Linked DNA regions of Sus scrofa: region 2 is linked to region 1. Evidence: chromatin contacts called from public HiChIP or PLAC-seq data. All regions are on one chromosome and are shown on one strand. Each heading gives the region's core, a stretch centred on a gene start, on an enhancer-like site or on the middle of the called end of the contact. The rest is flanking DNA. Distances are from core to core; before and after follow the strand shown. Region 1 holds the start of MRAS (ras-related protein M-Ras). Region 2 has its middle 34 kb from the start of FOXL2.

Region 1 (3,964 bases), core at 1,071-3,570:
AGACTGACTGCTCCGGCCCGCGGCCCGCCGGCCGCTCTGGCCCGTCCCCGCCCCCGCCCCGGCGCCTCCTTAAAGCGACCGCGCAGCCCGCGCGCGCCGGGAGCGCTGGTCTAGCTGCGCATTCCTAATATTGCAACAGCGCCTGCTAAAAATAGAGCGCCGCCGCCGTGGGCACTGTGGGGGGGACACGGCCGGCGCCGCAACCCTGCCATCTTCGCGGGCCCCGGGCTTCCAGGACGCGCGGCCCGCCTGGTCAGAACCACACGCGCTGAGCCCCGCCTGACCCGGCAGGCAGAGCAGACCCGCCAAGAGACCAGACGGGCGCCGCCGCCTCCCCCGCAGCCCCGCGTACTTACCCGGGGTCGACCAGCGGCGCCGCGGAGCTGGCTTTAAGGTGGACGCCGAATGGTAATTCGCCCGGGCCTCTTTAAGAGCCTCTGCGCTCCAGCCTTTAAATCTCCGCTCCCGCCCGGCCAACTTCGGAGCCTGCAGACGCCTCCCCGGTCCTAGGCGATCCCGGGCCGCCACCCTAACCGGGTTCCCGTTGAATCTCAGGCCGTGTTTCTTTCTATGAAACTGCTGCGCTACCTACTGCGCTAACGAGGCACCTATCCATGTTTCTTTCTAGATTCTACCCTCAGCGTCGCTTCCCCCAGGCCCTCCTGGTGCCTGATTCCTGGGCCTAAAGTTCATTTCAGTGGAGGCAACAGACGGGCACAGGCGACACTCCCGATCCATTTCATTGTTTCAGTTCCGCTATCTGCTCTCCAACGGCGTCATTTTTTCCTTACTTTAAAAACTGAGGTATAATTCACATACCATAAAATTCCAGCATTTAAAATGGACAATTTAGTGGGTTTTAGTACATTTACAAAGTCATGCAACCATCACCCTTATCTAATTGCGGAACGTTTCATAACACCCTCCCCCCTAAAAAAACCCAAAAACAAATGAACCCACTTGCAGTCGCTCTCCATTCCCCCTTCCTCCCAGCCCCTGGAAACTGCTAATCTACGTTCTGTCTCCATGGATTTGCCTACTCAGGACATTTCATGTAAGTGGAATCATACATGTGGTCTTTTGTAACCCAGCTTCCTTCACTTGGCAAGATATTTTCAAGGTTCATCCACGTTGCGGCATGTAGCAATACTTCATGCCTTTTTGTGACTGAATAGAATTCCATTGTGTGGGTACCCCACATGTCATCTTTCATCAGCTGAAGAACAGTTAGGTTGATTGCATTTGGGGGCTATTATGAATACAGCTGCTATGAACTTTGTGGGCAAGTCTTTGTATGAACACTTTCATTTCTGTTGGGTATATACCTCAGAATAGAATTGTGGGTTATATGCTAACTACGCATAACATTTTGAGGAGCCCCCACACTGTTTTCCAAAGCGACTGCACAATTTTTTATTCTGACCAACCATGTATAAGCGTTCCATGCCTCCACATCCTTGCTAACACTTGGTATCATGTCTTTTTTATTATAGCCATGCTATTGGAGAGTAACGGGGAGCGGTATCTCATTGTAGTTCGACGTCATTTTTGAGGACCTTCTTTTAGTAGGACATCATCGCGGAGGTGACTTGGAACCAGGTTTGCACATCCAGGGAAGCCATTCATTTTGAGAGCTTCACCCACCACCCCAGGCCTGGGGGAACCTTGCTGCCCTGAGTCCTTCATGCCATGCTTGGGACTCCCAATCTGATGCCAGTTTCTTTTCTTTTTCTTTTTTTCTTTTTTTCTTTTTGTCTTTTTGCACTTTCTAGGCCCGCTCCCTCAGCATATGGAGGTTCCCAGGCTAGGGGTCGAATCGGAGCTATAGCCACCAGCCTACGCCAGAGCCACAGCAACACGAGCCACCTCTGCAACCTACACCACAGCTCAAGGCAACGCTGGATCCTTAACACACTGAGCAAGGCCAGGGATGGAACCTGCAACCTCATGGTTCCTAGTCAGATTCGTTAACCACTGAGCCACGACAGGAACTCCCTCTTTTTCTTTTTCTTTTTCAAATCATTTTTAGGGCCGCACCTGCAACATATGAAAGTTCCCATTCTAGGGGTCGAATCCGAGCTACAAATGCTGGTCTCTGCCACAGCCACAGCCACGCCAGGGCATTGCAGTAAAACTTTCCTCCAGAACTCCCTACCTCATTGTGGTCCCTGAGGGTTCAAGGTCTTACCTTTAGACATCAGGAGAACACAGGCCCACCCCACCCAGCCAGTGGACCAAGATTCAGGGCCTTCTGACCCCAGGGCCTCCACTCTTTCCTTCTGTCTTGTGGCCTCAGCAGCAGGTCAGTTGTGTGTGTGTTTGGTGTTGGGAAAGCGGGAGAAGGTGAAGAAAACACAAGCGCTCGTCTCAGTCCCATTCGGGCCTGTGGCTGGAATCACTCTTTTGCAGACTGTGGAGCACCAACCAGGGGTTAGCAGAAGAGGCTCACCCCACCCCCAGGCCCATTCTTCCCTCAGCTGACCTTTCTTCTGTGCCAAGTACAAGGCCTTTCTTCCCCCAGGCTGCCCTGATCTGGTGCCAAGAACTATGTAGTCTTCTCTCAGGGTTGTCATGTCTTTACCAATCAGGTTCAGACATTTCTTTTTTCTTTTCTTTTCTTTTTTTTTTTTTTTTTTTTTTTTTGTCTTTTTAGGGCTGCACCCACAGCATATGGAGGTTCCCAGGTTAGGAGTCCAATCGGAGCTGTTGCTGCCAGCCTACACCAGAGCCACAGCAATGCCAGATCCGAGCAGCATCTGTGACCTACACCACAGCTCACAGCAACGCCGGATCCTTAACCCACTGAGCGAGGCCAGGGATCGAACCCGCAACCTCGTGGTTCCCAGTCAGATTCGTTTCCACTGGGCCATTATGGGAACTCCAGGTTCAGCCATTTCTCATCTTCAGTTCTCCCTGCACCCGCCACACCCAAGATTTTTTTCTGTGATGCTTGTGGTCTATCCTTCACATTGGTTCCCTCTTGCTCTCTGCAGCCAGAAGAGCAGTTTTCAATCAATTTCCCATTCATGGCCAAACTTCTCCAACCCGCTTTTTTTTTAATTAATTAATTAATTTTGGGGTGGGGGCCTCACGTGTGGCATATGGAAGTTCCCAGACTAGGGTTCAGATCGAAGCTACAGCTGCCAGCCTACACCACAGCCACAGCAACGTGGGATCCAAGCTGCATCTGCAACCTACACTACAGCTCACAGAAACACCAGATCCTTAATGCACAGAGCAAGGCCAAAGATTAATCCCAAGACCTCATGGATACTAGTCAGGTTCTTAACCTTCTGAACCACAACGGAAACTCCAAAAGTTTTTGATCATTTGTTTTTCTCCCTTTGGTCACTTGCAGTGAGTGACTTTTAAACATTTTGGCCTGCAACCTATAGGAACAAAGAGGTTTGGCATTGTAAACCAAAACATGTGCATATACACCGCTGAAACAAAAATTTCAAGAAACAATACTTACTATTACTACATACGATGTACTCTGACTTGCTCTACACTGTTTCATTAGAAAATGCTAGCGAGACCTACTAAATTGATTTCATACCCCACTAATGGGCTGTGACCTACAGTTTGAAAAACTCTGAACCCCATTTTGACACCTAGAGTCTCAGCATAGCAACATGATAAAAATTTGTCAAGGAAGAAAAGTCCAAAATTCCCAACTTGGCTCAGCAGTGATGAACCCAACTAGTATCCATGAGGACAGGGGTACGATCCCTGGCCTCGCTCAGTGGGTTAAGGATCCGGCATTGCTGTGAGCTGTGGTGTAGGTCACAGACATGGCTCGGACCCCAAGTTGCGGTGGCTGTGGTGTAGGTTGGCAGCTAGACCTCTGATTCAACCCCTAGCCTGGGAACTTCCATATGCCATGGGTGCGGCCCTAAAAAGACCAAAAAAAAAAAAAAAAAAAAAGGTCCACTCTAGGATTTTGAAACACATGCTGGGACCA
Region 2 (3,868 bases), core at 748-3,247, 540 kb before region 1:
AGAGAAATGCAAATCAAAACTATAATGAGGTACCACTTCACCCTAGTCATAATGGCCATCACTAAAAAATTTACAAATAACAAATGCTGGAGAGGGTGTGGAAAAAAGGGAACACTTCTACACTCTTAGTGGGAATGTGAATTGGTGCAACCACTATGGAAAACAATATGGAGGTACCTTAGAAAACTAAATATAGAACTGCCTGGAGTTCCCGTCGTGGCGCAGTGGTTAACGAATCCGACTAGGAACCATGAGGTTGCGAGTTCGGTCCCTGCCCTTGCTCAGTGGGTTAAAGATCCGGCGTTGCCGTGAGCTGTGGTGTAGGTTGCAGACGCGGCTCGGATCCTGCGTTGCTGTGGCTCTGGCGTAGGCCGGTGGCTACAGCTCCGATTAGACCCCTAGCCTGGGAACCTCCATATGCCGCGGAAGCGGCCCAAAGAAATAGCAAAAAAGACAAAAAAAAAAAAAAAAAAAAAAAAAGAACTGCCATATGACCCAGCAATCCCACTTTTGGGTATATATCTGCTCAAAACTTTCAGTGAAAAAGATTTGTGCATCCCTATGTTCACAATAGCCAAGACATGGAAACAACCTAAATGTCCATCAACCGATGAATGGATTAAGAAGATGTGGCACAGGGAGTTCTCTGATGGCCTAGCAGGTTGAGGCTCCTGAGTTCTCACCACTGTGGCTCTGGTTGCTGCTGTGCAGCATAGGTTCAGTGCTTGGCCCAGGAATTCCCACGTACTGCCTGTGTGGCAAAAAAGAAAAAAAAAAAATACAAAAAAAAAAAGACACCCCAAAACACAAGAGAGAATCTGAAATAAACGTTGCAACTCTCATTAAAAGAGAAGATGTGGTACATATACACAATGGAATAATACTCAGCCATAAAAAAGAACAAAATAATACCATTTGCAGCAACATGGATGCAACTAGAGATTCACACAAGTAAGTCAGAAAGACAAATACCTTATGATATCACTTATATGTGGAATCTAAAATACGGCACAAATGAACCTATCTACCAATCAGAAACAGACTCACAGACATGGAGAACAGACTCATGGTTGCCAAGGAGAAGGGGGGGAGGGAGTAGGATGAACAGGGAGTTTGGGGTTAGTAGATGCAAACTATTACATTTAGAATGGATAAGCAATGAGGTCCTACTGTACAGCACAGGGAATTATATCCACTCTCTTGGGATTGACCATGATGGAAGATAACACAGAAAAGGAATGTATCCAAATGTGTATGACTGGGTCATTTGCTGTATAGCCAAAATTGGCACAACACTGTAAATCGATACTTTAATAAAAACAAATGAATTCATTTTTTAAAAAACAAAACAAAAACAAATAAAATTGTCTTTGAGAGAGCAAGAATCTGACAAGGACAGAGTTCCCTTGTGGTGCAGTGGATTAAGGATCAAGCACTGAAGCGGCTTGGGTCACTGCTGTGGCACTGGTTGGATCCCTGGCTGGGGAACTTCTTCATGCCCTGGGTACGGCCAAAAAACCAAAAACTGACAAGAACAACAACAACAGCAAAACTGTAATCATGTTATGCAAAAAGAGAACAATGAGAAAATTTGGGAACTGCCCCTTGCCTCTCCCCTGACTGCACCCCAGACTCCTCCAGCTGCCTCCAGTGTGGTTTCCAGCCCTAGAGGTGGATGGGTGAGCCCTACCAACAGCAGGAAGGGAAGGCTGACCCTAGGTTAACAGTCCTACCAAGAACTAGGAAAGAGAACAAGCAAACCTGCACTTCCAGGGAATACACACCTATGTTCCAGTGAAGGGGAGGACTTCTAACAGAAACCGTGAGGTATTTTCTCCGTGTTTTTTTTTTAAAAACAATAACTATGCATTCCCTTTATAATCATACATGCCTTGTCAAAACTAGAATAAAAAGAACAGTATAGATAAGTGGCGGGGATAGAGTACAGAGGAGGGAGCCCTCCCACTTGGAGCCCTCACACCATCCGTGAAGGCAGGAAACGAAACTTGAGTGCCAACATCAACAGGAACCATCCTGTTTTTGTCATTCCTCAGCAATTCAAACCCCGTCCCACCTTAATGTGCCTATTTCCAACGATCCAGGGCCCCAACCACTAAGTGAAATGGACCCGGGTATTCTAGGTTAAGGGCAGGGCCTGGAGGAGACACCCACACCAGGTTCCCTTGGGCCAAGCAGGCCCTAAAGGCGCGCTTGGGTTGCGGGGTGAGGGCCGCGGCCACCAGGTGGCGCCCTGATATCTGCTCGGGCGGCAGGCGGCTCTTTCCTACCAAAAGGGAGCGGGACAGGGGGTCCATCACATCGTGCCCGAGGGGACGCGCTTGGGGAGCGGGACAGGGGGTCCACCACATCGTGCCCGAGGGGACGCGCTTAGTGCCCGCGGACCGTGGAAGCTCGATCCCAAACCCAGGACAGGGTCGAGGGACGTCAAGTCCCACCGAGGACTGGAGGGCCACCGCCTCTGCCTTCTGACCTCGCAGCCCCTCGCCTTCCGGGAAGGCGAAGGAAGATGAGACCGGAGCTGGGACGAGGTAAAGCCAGGCTGTCCCCAAATAAGGGGACCTGGCACTTGAAAAAAGCAAATCTTGCGGATGACGCCATGGAAGAAGGCACCAGAATCTCGACCTTCCTCCCCCTTCCCCGCCGGCCCCGCCCCGAGCTTCGCCCTTCCCTAGCCCTCCTTCCTCTTCCCGTCCCGGGCAAAAGCAGAAGTGTCTGCAAGTCCGGAGGAAACGAGCCCGGGAGCTCCTGTGGTTTCCAGCGCGCTGGCAGGAGGGAGGCCCCTCTGCAGCCCCGCGCGGCGCCGACTCTGGCTGAGGGTGGCCGCCAGAGGGCGCTGTGGTGCGGAAGGGCCGCGCCCCTGAGATCAGTCGCTGTCCATTTTGGGTGCCAAGTGACCTTGAGCCCAGCGGCAGAGAGTCTCTCTTGGCCCCTAGATCCTGGTAGGATTCCTGTCGAGCCCTGAGGGCAGGCCCTCTGTCCCACTGGCTGCTGCACCTCCTACTCCTGGAACAGAAAAGAATAAGCACCATATTCACCAAGCATTGGTGAATGCTCCCGGGCTCTTGTGAGGTTTATGTTTTGTTGTTGGGGGGGAGGGGGGAACTGGAAGATTGACAGTAAAAAGTAGTAAATAGGAGTTCCTGCTCCGGTGCAGTGGGTTAAAAACCCAACAGCAGCGGCTTGGGTCACCGTAGAGGTGCAGTTTGGATCCCCAGCCCATCGCAGTGGGTTAAAGGATCCAGCGTTGATGCAGCTGTAAGCCTAGGTCTCAGCTGTGGCTTGCATTCAGTTCCTGACCTGGGTACTTCCACAAGCTGTGGGTGCGGCCATTAAAAAAAAAAAAAAAAAAAAAGTAGTAAATAGATGTCAGAAGGAGAGAGATGCTATGGAAAAAAACAAAGGAGAGGAAGAGGGATATGGAGTTGTAGAGTGAGGTGGGAATTCTTATTTTATCCAGGGTGGTCACAGAAAGCCTCTCTTATCAAAGGGAGACACTTGAGCAAATACCTAAAGGAGGGGCTGAGGGCAGCCAAGCAACTCTCTGAGATAAGAACAGAAAAATAAAGAGTTTCCTGGTGGCTCAGCAGGTTAAGGATCCCGTGATGTTACTGCTGTGGCTCTGGTTAGTGCTGTGAGGCCAGTTCCATCCCTGGCACAGGAACTTCTGCCTGACGTCTTGACAAAAAAAATTAAAAAGTAAAAATAACAGAAAAATAAGGAACACTTCACACTTGTGTTAAAAGAATTTTCAAGGCAGGATGCCACACTAGGCAACAGCCCCTCTGATGTGACACCTGTCTGCCCCACTTCAGCCAGCCATGTATCCATCCAACCATTTCTTTAGTCA

What was found. HiChIP or PLAC-seq counts read pairs in DNA pulled down with a chosen protein or histone mark.
Region 2: a contact with region 1 is called in an H3K27ac HiChIP or PLAC-seq map of alveolar macrophages. The contact joins the enhancer-like site here to the promoter of MRAS in region 1. A contact is called at or near these places in 2 of 5 promoter capture datasets (fetal liver and liver), 16 of 47 Hi-C or Micro-C datasets (alveolar macrophages, brain, embryonic fibroblasts and 10 more) and 1 of 2 datasets of contacts at active chromatin or transcription factors (alveolar macrophages).

The regions. Positions count from the first base shown.
Region 1 is chr13:79,135,845-79,139,808 of Sscrofa11.1, reverse strand. It overlaps MRAS (ras-related protein M-Ras), which reads right to left and starts at 2,320. Exons shown (of 7, transcript XM_021069517.1): 1 at 2,189-2,320.
Region 2 is chr13:79,673,845-79,677,712 of Sscrofa11.1, reverse strand. No RefSeq gene overlaps it. Among named protein-coding and RNA genes, the nearest start is that of FOXL2, 34 kb to the left of the region's middle. Within about 2 kb of position 1,997, at least 43 of the 83 cell types and tissues checked have an H3K27ac peak or open chromatin away from gene starts, as enhancers often do. A contact at or near this core is called in alveolar macrophages, brain, fetal liver and 6 more, where this site is marked.